2 separate regions of the Ovis aries genome follow, and region 1 is linked to region 2. Evidence: chromatin contacts called from public Hi-C data. All regions are on one chromosome and are shown on one strand. Each heading gives the region's core, a stretch centred on a gene start, on an enhancer-like site or on the middle of the called end of the contact. The rest is flanking DNA. Distances are from core to core; before and after follow the strand shown. Region 1 overlaps MXI1 (MAX interactor 1, dimerization protein). Region 2 has its middle 60 kb from the start of MXI1.

Evidence for each region. A called contact is a pair of places that touch in the nucleus more often than the background predicts.
Region 1: a contact with region 2 is called in a Hi-C map of liver, with 4 times the contacts expected there. The contact joins two enhancer-like sites. A contact is called at or near these places in 14 of 16 Hi-C or Micro-C datasets (blood, hypothalamus, liver and 7 more).

What each region holds. Positions count from the first base shown.
Region 1 is chr22:30,402,387-30,407,412 of ARS-UI_Ramb_v3.0, forward strand. It overlaps MXI1 (MAX interactor 1, dimerization protein), which reads left to right. Exons shown (of 6, transcript XM_027960481.3): 6 at 1-5,026. Among named protein-coding and RNA genes, the nearest start is that of SMNDC1, 16 kb to the right of the region's middle. Within about 2 kb of position 3,620, at least 2 of the 54 cell types and tissues checked have an H3K27ac peak or open chromatin away from gene starts, as enhancers often do. A contact at or near this core is called in liver, where this site is marked.
Region 2 is chr22:30,248,281-30,253,533 of ARS-UI_Ramb_v3.0, forward strand. No RefSeq gene overlaps it. Among named protein-coding and RNA genes, the nearest start is that of MXI1, 60 kb to the right of the region's middle. Within about 2 kb of position 2,286, at least 6 of the 54 cell types and tissues checked have an H3K27ac peak or open chromatin away from gene starts, as enhancers often do. A contact at or near this core is called in liver, where this site is marked.

The DNA of each region.
Region 1 (5,026 bases), core at 2,370-4,869, 160 kb after region 2:
AGACACATTTAAGGATGGGATTATGAACCCTTCCCGAACTCTTTGGTCCTAAAAACAAGAATCAAACCTATAGTAAAGACAAGATAATCAGGCATTAATCTTGGATAGCTAAAAAGCTATTAAAACAGCCTAGGACAGCTTACCATGAAGCCTGTGGATGATCAATTCTTTATAAAAAGGAAAAAAAAAAAAACTCATTTCATGCTCTGCAAAAGGAGAGACTCCCATGAAGCCTTTTGAAAGGGATCATCATGCAGCTCAGCTTTCTGTTGGATTCCATGCTAAGCAAGCTAACCTTATCCTGCATTGTTAGCACTAGGGCACCCAATCGCCAGCTCTACAGTCAGCCGCCCTTAGGCCCTTGGGCACATGGGGCAGTCCGTGTGTGTGACAGCGTCTACCACACAGGGCCTGATTTCGGATTGAGGGGCCAGAAGGAAAAAGCTCCACGTGCCTCTCTGTCTGCGTGGGCCAGAAAGTTGTACACGCAGATTAGCAGGCCAAGGTCTGAGCCACGGCAGCATTTTTATTTCAGATTTTGATAACTGTTTGTATGTGTTGAAAACCAAAATGACATCTTTTTAAAGCTTGTCCATAAAATACATAGACGTCTTTTATAGTGTAAAACACATGGGAAAAAAAATCATCTATTTTGATGCAGCATTTGATAATGATAAAACACCTCACACCTCACTCTTTATAGTGCACAAAATGAATGAGGTCTGGGCTAAGTAGAAAAAAGGTCAGTGCTGTTTTTGTTTTTAGAATCATTACCTTTTATCATCTCTTAACCATCTGATTATCTATAGTAGACACACTATCATAGTTAACATAGTTAAGTTCGGCACTTGTCTCATTTTAATGTAAAGATTTGCTTCCGTTTTCCTACAGGCAGTCTCTCTCCTTCCTCACAGCCCCATTGTGCAGGTGCTATTGTTGCTCTTGTCAATATTTTCAGAAATGTTATTTTAAGTGAAATTTCTAGCCTGCACTTTGATGTCATGTGTTCCCTTTGTCTTTCAAGCTCCAAGGTTCTCCCCGGCCCTCTCCCTTATCCTGGGAAGCCTTGGACACTTTACCCTGACTCTTTGGACTTTGTATACTTTAAATAATTTAACTACCCTTAATTACTTAAAAAAGGAAAAAAAAAGCTTTATGATTTTCATAACTTATTGCTGATTTTAATGGGTTAATTTCAGTCCTGTAGTTTTATTTTGTTTAGATAGGGCTGGGCAAGGAAAAACAAAATAAAGACAACCATATTTAGCAGTGCAGTTGAGTTGTGTGTATGTTAAAACTATCCTTTGTAAGTAGCACTTTTAACAGCTCTGTTTCTATATATGAAGTGAACCATCTTGGTCATACACAAGGCCTCATCATATACTTGTTTGTTCTTGTGCTCTTCCTGTGCCTCCAGAAATATCTTATCCTCGACTGTGGTATGTTTGAGTGAAAGAAATTCTTTGAAGTAGATGTGTGAAAAACTGCATGCCTTTAGAAGCCCATTATTAGAACTTGCTACTTCAGGTGCTGGGGACTTAATGCAAAACATGGTCAAAGAAATTTGTTTCTGTGGCCCAAGTAAATTATTTCTGGTTTCATTTATAATTACTCCTGGCCAAGTCAAAATATTCCTCTACATGCTTACTTTTGACTTTCCCAAGGGAGACAGTTTGAAGACTGCTAACTACCATGGAAAGTAAATGGAAGCCAGTGACAAAGTTTCTGTTTCGTTATTCCCATGGCATTCACTTGAATCACTTGCCTAGGGCTGGAATTTCAGACTTCATTTAGGTGAACTTGAGGCGATGCCATTTTGCTGTATATGTACAGGATGGTGGGCTGGGAAGCCTTTGTCACAAACCTATAGGACCTATTTCAACTGCCCCATCAATTACGCCTTCCCTGAATTTGTTTTCTTTGGGGGAAGGGGATGGACTGTACGATGAGTAAGTATTAATTTTTTAAAAGACAAACTGACTTTGAAGATACAAAAAGTTAACCGCAAGAAATAAAAACTGTGAATGAAGACTACCCGAGTGCTTCTTGAACCACCCTTCTCTATGAAGGAAAAAATATGAACATCCACACCTTGAGAGGCAAATCTCTTTCAGTGTCCATGTTGATACTACACTTCAGTGGTCAGAATTAATGGCAGTTTAAAATCATTGCCATTTCTTGTTCTATAGTTTTAGAACAGGTACCTTCTTGACTGATAATTCCATGTAACCTAACTGCAGATGGTTTAATGTACCAAATAATTTCTTCGGGCAGGACACAAAGCCATTTATCATTATCTATTTTCCAAATAACTTTTTAGGGCATCCCTTTGGCTATATACTATTATTCAAATTGAAAACCAGCCTGGAGGGTACCATTTAACCCTCACTAACCGAGTTAACACTGCCCCCTGTATAAGAGACCTGCATGCTGTGATGTGTGCTCACTCACTCAGTCATGGCTGACTTTGCAACCATAAGGACTGTTGCCTGCTAGGCTCCTCTGTCTATGGGATTTCCCAGGCAAAAATACCGGAGTAGGTTGCCATTTCCTCCTCCAGGGGATCTTCCTGACCCAGGGACTGAACCAGTTTCTCTTGCGTCTCCCACATTTTCAGGTGGATTCTTTACCACTAGTGCCACCTGGGAAGCAACAACAGCTTTTAGTACTATGAAGGGATTTTAAAAGGCAGTGAGAATTACTGAGGCAAAGCTTCTAAACCTAAGGCCACACGGACGGTTTCCTGGGTCATTTCTCTTGACTGTTTACCCTCTAGGTAAAGGTTTACCAACTGTTTACCTTCTTGGTAAAGGGTTTTTCAAGGGTTTGTTTTCTTCCACTTAAGTCCTTTTTCTATTATCCTTCCACCTCAAAATATTCTGTAGCCCTTCCAAAAATTGCATAATAGAACAAGGGTTTTGGCTACATTTAAATAACAGTTCTAACATTTGCTAAGGATGCTGGGCTAGTTATTAAATTACTTTATGGAGACTGTTTCCTCCTGAAAAAGTTGTTAAAAATACTACCTCTATTTTGAAAGACTGTGAAGGATTAAAACTGATATAGGTAATTCAACCCCACCCCCACAATCTAGGGGCTTGTAGCACCTAGATTAAGAGGTATATACTCCTCTACTTTCTCTGATGAATGCAACCTTCTAATCTCTTCATCTTTAATCTTGAACTTTATAGTTATTCTGACTCTGGGTCTTCCCAAAAAAGGCTATTAAAAATGGTTCATTTTCACAAAATTCTGTGGCAGGTTATACATTGTAAGACGTAAATTTTGACATCCCATAGTAATTTTTAAATAAAAGCTTTGTAAGAGTCATGTTATCACTGGTTTTAGTGATTACCTGGTCTTCCTAAAAAAAAAAAAAGGACCTGAGTTTGAGTATGTTATACACTGATAGTAACTGCTGCATAATAAATTGAGTGCCCCAGTTAATATTTTAGTGCTGGTCTCACCATGAAAAAGAATCTTATTGGCCTATGTACTACATCTAACAGGAAACTAGTTTTCTTATGGAATACATCTGATTCTTTTAAATACGTGTAGATCAAAACAGAGTACTGGTTGGCAGCTTCGGTTCTTCCTTCTGTTTTACCTTTGTGCTCAGTAACCCAGTTGTGTCCGACTGTTTGCAGACTCATGGACTGTAGCCTGCCAGGCTCCTCTGCCCATGGAATTTTCCAGGCAAGAATGCCAGAGCAGGTTGCCATGTCCTTCTCCAGATAATCTGACCCAGGGGGTTGAACCAGAGTCTCTTTTGTCTCCTGCACTGGCAGGTGGATTCTTTACCACTAGTGCCACCTGGGAAGCCCTTTACCTTTTCATACAGTAATCAATTATTACAGGAAATGACTTAAAATGAAAATGAAACTCTTTTAAAAGTTCTGCCAACTTCCTATAATTTTGGAATTTTCTATTTTCTCAAGCTCCTAGCTATGAAGGATGCTTTTAAAAGTCTTTACCAGTAGGACAATAATTGGGATATTCTAGATTTTCACACTAGGGCACAGAATAGCATTGTAAAAACACAAAAGCCATAACATACCTCTAAAATGTATATAATACAAATTTAAGAAGTCAATTGTTTCTAAATTAGCAGCTTCATCACACTCACTCTGAAAGCTAGGTCAACTAAACTTGACAGTGCTTTTGGAGGGAAACACTGGGCAAAAGAACCAAACGGATATTTACTCCTCCTTCCCGCATACTTCTGGGCAATGAACAACTGGACAATTACCATCTATTAAAGACTAGCCTAGCTGCGGATCTCAGACTTCAACACTACTTTTCTAAAGTCAAGTGTTTCCTCCAAGCCTGAATTGTTTCTGTTGTCAGAAATTCACTGCATCTTGCTAAAGTGAGCATAACCATGGCTTCTTTAGCTGTGCTCTTTAAAATTAACTGGGGAAACAAATTACAATTTTAATTCCAGCAACAAGTCTGTACTGGTTCTGTAAAAATGAACTGGTCAAGTGCTTGGTGGAAGTAAACTGCCAGGTTTTTTTTTTCCAGCAACTAAGATGACTTAAGTATCCAAACTTTGGTATTTTTAGTTAAGTTCAGCTGTCAACTACCAGAAGCCCAGCATTCTTCTCAGATCTGCTTTTCCCTGCTCAAGGCACACACAAAGAAACTTAGGTTGGTGCAGAAGTAATTGCGATTCTGCCTTGTTGACTTTTTTTTGACATCGGAATACATTCTTACTCATTTTAACGTGCATTTCATGCTTTTATTTTTTTGCTAATGACTCATTACTTGCTGTTTATATTTTAGACTATGGAAATAATACTAAGACAAAAAGCAATTTGAGCGATTTTCTTATTTGAGTTCAAAATGGGTTGTAAAGCAACAGAGACAACTCACAACAGCACATTTGGCTCAGGAACTTCTAATGAACCTACAGTGCAATGATGGTTTAAGAAGGTTTGCAAAATAGGAGAGCCTTGAAGATGAGGAGCGCAGTGGCCAGCCATCAGAAGTTGATAACGACCAACTGAGAACCATCGTTGAAACT
Region 2 (5,253 bases), core at 1,036-3,535:
ATATATGCTGGAGATCAGAACAAGAAGCCAGCCTTTGGGAGTGTTCAGAAACTTCATTTCTAAGAGATGACCGTTAGGGGGCAATATTGGGTCTAAATTTAGTTTTAGTTGATGGAGGCCAGTTACTTCAAAATGTCTATTTTAGGCTTGGATTTGCATCTGTTTTCTGATTATGAATTACTGGATGCAGAATCAGTTCAGTCGCTCAGTTGTGTCCAACTCCTTGAGACCCCATGGACTGCAGCACCCCAGGCCTCCCCGTCCATCACCAACTCCCCGAGCTTGCTCAAACTCATATCCATTGAGTCGGTGATGCCATCCAACCATTTCATCCTCTGTCATCCCCTTCTCCTCCTGCCTTCAATCTTTCCCAGCATTGGGTCTTTTCCAATGAGTCAGTTCTTTGCATCAGGTGGCCAAAGTATTGGAGTTTCAGATTCAGCATCAGTCTTTCCAGTGAACATTCAGGACTGATTTCCTTTAGGATTGACTGGTTGGATCTCCTTGCAGTCCAGGGGACTCTCAAAAGTTTCAACACCACAGTTTAAAAGCATCAGTTCTTTGGCACTTAGCTTTCTTTATGGTCCAACTCTTACATCCATACTACTAGAAAAACCATAGCTTTAACTAGATGGACCTTTGTCAGAAAAAGGTTGAGGAAAGTTTATAAACACTGAATTACTTCATGCATTCCTTACAGCCTAGTTATCTTGTTCTGACTTAGGAAGAATTAGTCTTCCAGAGAAATTGCACTTGCCTAACACTAGTCGTTCAGAGACGACTCAGCCAGGATCCAAGCACAGATCTTCAAGTCTGCGTCTCACGCTTGTCTGCTATACCGCAGTCTCCCTTGGAAGCCCATTGGATCATAACCTAGGAACAGATAAATAAACAGTATCTAAAATTCCCTGCAAATTAATGCATAGGACTTTATAATAGGAAAAGTTAAGAGAAACATATTGCAGAACAGAGCTCATGTATTATTTATCAATAATTGTTTTTCCTAAAATTCCAAGTCAGTCAGATGCTCTGTGACACTCCTGTGTTTCCTCTCAAGTGAGTTAAGATACTGATTGCTTTCCTACTACAACCTGTGATATTTAAATGCCATTTATACCTGAAATGACAAACTGATATGTTTTAATATTCCTTCCATAGCAAATGTTATATGTCTTAATCTAGCAGACAGGTGGACATGTCTCCAGTTAACAGTTATTTTTAAAGCCTGTATAATTTATAGTTGGTTAAGTCTTGATAATGAAGCAATGGTGAACGTTACTGATTATTTCTGCACAAACTGCTTTAGGTTCTGTCATTCTTGGGCCAGTGCTGACCTTGCTTGTAATAGTAAAAAAATAAAAAAGAAAATTCCTTATTTTCAGTCCCGAGTAACTCCTATCTCTAGGCAAAATACTAGTTCCTGGCTAATCTCTATATCTTAAAATCAATAGCATTGATTTTATTAATCCAGTTTGGATGTTCAAAAATAAAAAATTATTTTTCTAAGAAGTCATTCAGGCTCTCGCCTTCTGAATCGGACTGGATTCTGCCTGTGGAATGTGTACCTCTCTAAATAAACTTGCTTTTAAACACAAAAGTAATAATAAATTTCTAAGAAGTGATTCTAAAATGTTTAATATGCTTTTAAAATAATAGACAAACAATGAGTAAAAAATATTGTCTTATATAAGAGTCTGTACTACATATTATTTCAAACTGTTATAGACAAGATTTTTCCGCATTGTTTGTCCTTTTATATTCGACTTTCACTCCAAAGGGTCAGTAGAATGAGCCCTGAGGAAGGACCAATTTGGAGTGTTAGTTATTGGACTTCTTAGACCAAAGAATGTCCTATTGGGCTGATATTTAGACTTGAGATTTTTCAAGAAAAAAAGACTTTTCCAAAGCAGTAATATCCTAACAGACGGGAATGGAAATGAGGAAGTGGTGTGGTTATAAGGGGCAGACTGTTCTGTGGATTTCCCACTGGTCCTCTTGACTTAAATTATATTTTCTGGGTTAAACAAAAAAAAAACCCTGACAGTCCAGCCTGGACCTCAGACTGCGGTGCTGCCAGACGCTTTCCAGTGAGTTGCCAGACTAGCGTGTGTCCTTACTTCATGTACGAGCACTATTGTTTTATAAGCAGGATCTAAACTAATTGTTTTTTCCAAGAGCAATAGCTTCAGAAGATTCTTGCTGAGCAGGAGCTATGGAGGAAGTCGTTGCAGTACTCTATAACTCACCCCTTTCCTGTTGAGTAATGCTCTGGGGGCTGGATTTCAGTGGTGGCTGGTTGGGCAGACTTTGACTTTAGAGTAGGTGACCTCCTCAGTTTTATGAGAGAACATGTAGATATAGCCAACTTGCTGGCAGGCACAGGCCTACTCTTCCAAAGGTGTTTACTGGGCTAACAAGGTTAAACATTACTTCTTATCTGATTTCTATTTTGGAAATGTTGGCTTCAATTGTTACAACTGAAATGAAGGTCATTTGAGGCTATTAAGACAAACCAAAATGTATTCCAAGTATTCTGCACCAGGCCATGGTGCTGGGAGGAGGAGAGGGAAAGAGGGGAGGGGTGAAGCTCCCGCTGCACTTGGATGTTTCGATCTGTGTTAGTCACTCAGCCATGTCCAACTTTTTGCAACCCTATAGACTGCAACCCACCAGGCTCCTCTGTCCATGGGATTCTCCAGGCAAGAATATTGGAATGGGTAGCCATTCCTTTCTCCAGGGAATCGTCCCAACCCAGGGATCAAACCCAGGTCTCCTGCATTGCAAGCAGATTCTTTACCGTCTGAGCCACCAGGTGAAGCCCATTAAGCCCTTTAAAATACGTTGTGTGTGATAATTGTGTTTCATTTTTAAAATAATCTTTTAGGTAATTTTATATGATAGAACCAAGTATGTGAAATAACTTCGTATGGGTATGGTCTCCTGTCTCCATTTTGACCTTTAGGTTAACAATGAGCAAGAGTACATGCACATACCCTTGCTGAAGTCAGGCTGAGCATGGCTCAGTTAACTGCAGAAGAACAGGGGAGACTGGGTGGGGCAAGCTCTGGAATTCTCCCCACTCACTGAGCAAAGCCGGGCATTGGGGCAGCAGCTTGAGCTGAAGCAGGTAGTAGGAAGTGCAGCCCAGCGGGTGAAGCATGGAATCCGGAGGACGTGGCAGTCGACCAAAAGCACAATCTGGTACAGTGGTCTGTATCCAGGAAGTTAAGTCCCAGTTAGGAACCTGGAGCAGAACAGGACCGCAGGAACCGGGTAGCTCGCGTAGGAGCCCCAGCCCAGGGGCTGAGCTTTAAGAGCAGTGCTTCCTCCACTTCCTGTGGGGCAATGGCAAGATCGGGGAAGGACCTTAGGCTTAGGGGGTCTTAGTATAGTTCTTCAGAACAGAAACTCAGATGGAAGGAAAATGACAGACAGGGATCCTGTGATCAGAGCTGAGGTACACGGTAATGGCTAGGGTCCGAGGAGCAAATCAGTGATCAGAGCCAAGACACAAGGTCATGACTGGCCTGCAAACAGGCGTGACTTCTTGCTGAGTCCCAGAGCCACCTTAGCTCTTCCTGTCTCATCAGGACCAGTCCTGAAGCCCACAGCCTGGTGGCTCCAGCCAGTGGGGGCGAGGAGTGCTGCAGAGACAGGAAGGGGCCTGGCCTGAAGTTCACGATGGAAGCAGCCCCGTGATAACAGACTCAGCGGGGCAGCCAGGACAGGTTATTAATATTTCACCCTAGAACCTACCTGGGGGGGGGACAAGGGCCAAGCACTACCAAAACACTAGCTGTCAGAATGGCCCTGTGTTTTTCGAAGCTCTAGTGACAAATCTGGCCCCCTTCTGGAAGTCAGTATAAGCCACTCATCAAGAGTGCTGGTAATTGAGGATTTCCCTGATGGTCCAGTGGCTAAGACTCTGTCCTCCCAATGCAGATCCCTGATCAGGGAACTAGATCCCACATGCTACAATGAAGATCAAAGTTTCCGTGAGCTGCAAATAAGACCTGGCTCAGACAAATACATAAACATATACATACACTTTAAAAACAGTACTAGTAATTGGAGAGAAGAGAATCAGAGGGTGGTCTGTATTTCTCCTCCTGGAGTAAATGAGGCTATGATTTTAGGTGAGCAGAACCTTGATTCTACGTGGTGTATCCCCAGGCTCTTGGGTGATGGGTAACAACCTTCTGCCCTGGGCCAGGAGGCCTCACCGATTTGTCTCGCCACACTTGCCCGAAGAATGATCGCTCAGTCCACTCCTCCCCGCTGCTGCTAAGAGGAAGACTTCCTTGGGCCCTTACCTGTCAAACTTCAGGCCTGTCATCATCCTCTGTTTAAATCATTCTGTCCTCTACTCCAGGAGCTGTCTGTCCATAGAACATCTGTTCCTGCTCCCTGGCAAACAGAATCTCTTCACACCCGTCTCCCTTAACCTGCTTACCTAGCAGAAGGCTTGCAGCCTCTCCGGTGTCTTCCTAACTTTCCAGACATCCTCCACCTGGCCCCATTGATGAAGCATGTTACTCTCATCAAAATAACTTCCTTTTTTATCAGACTCCAATGGCACTTTAAGGTCATACTTATCTCAGTCTGTCTTAAATTAACATTGTTGTATATTCCCCCTGCAAGATTATGAACTATGGGAAAGCAGAGGTTATACCTTCTTTTTGTCCTCTACCATGCTTCATCGAACATAGATGCTGAATTTTTGTTGCTTATGATGGACACTATTGTTCATGTGGATGTCATCTTAACAATATGTACATAGCAAAACATGTTCTTGTGTATCTTAAATAGCCAAAATCAGGAAGGGGCTTGAAGTTAAAACCATGGTTGGAGTCACTAGTTTGATCTGCACAGCAGATGATTGCTACAGTTTACCAAGTGCCCACCCACCATAGGTAGGCATTGTCTGGCATGTTTTATGACATTATCTTAATTCCCTTTCCTGCACTGAAGGGAACCTGAGGTTTAGAGAGAAGCTGATACATTGTTTAATATCATTACATAGTAAGTGGTAGATCCAGGATTCAAACTCCAAGTCTGTTTCTCACTCTGCAGATTATTCACCAAATGCAGCCCTCTTGACAGTTGGTAGAAAAATCAAGTGTTAGAACTTGCAGCAATAACAGAGAAGCCTTCCCCAGGCTGTCTCTCTCGTGGCCAAATTGGCTTCTAGGTGAGGAAGAGTTAACCCAAGACAGACTGCCTGGGCAGCCCCACGGCAGTCACTAACTCAGA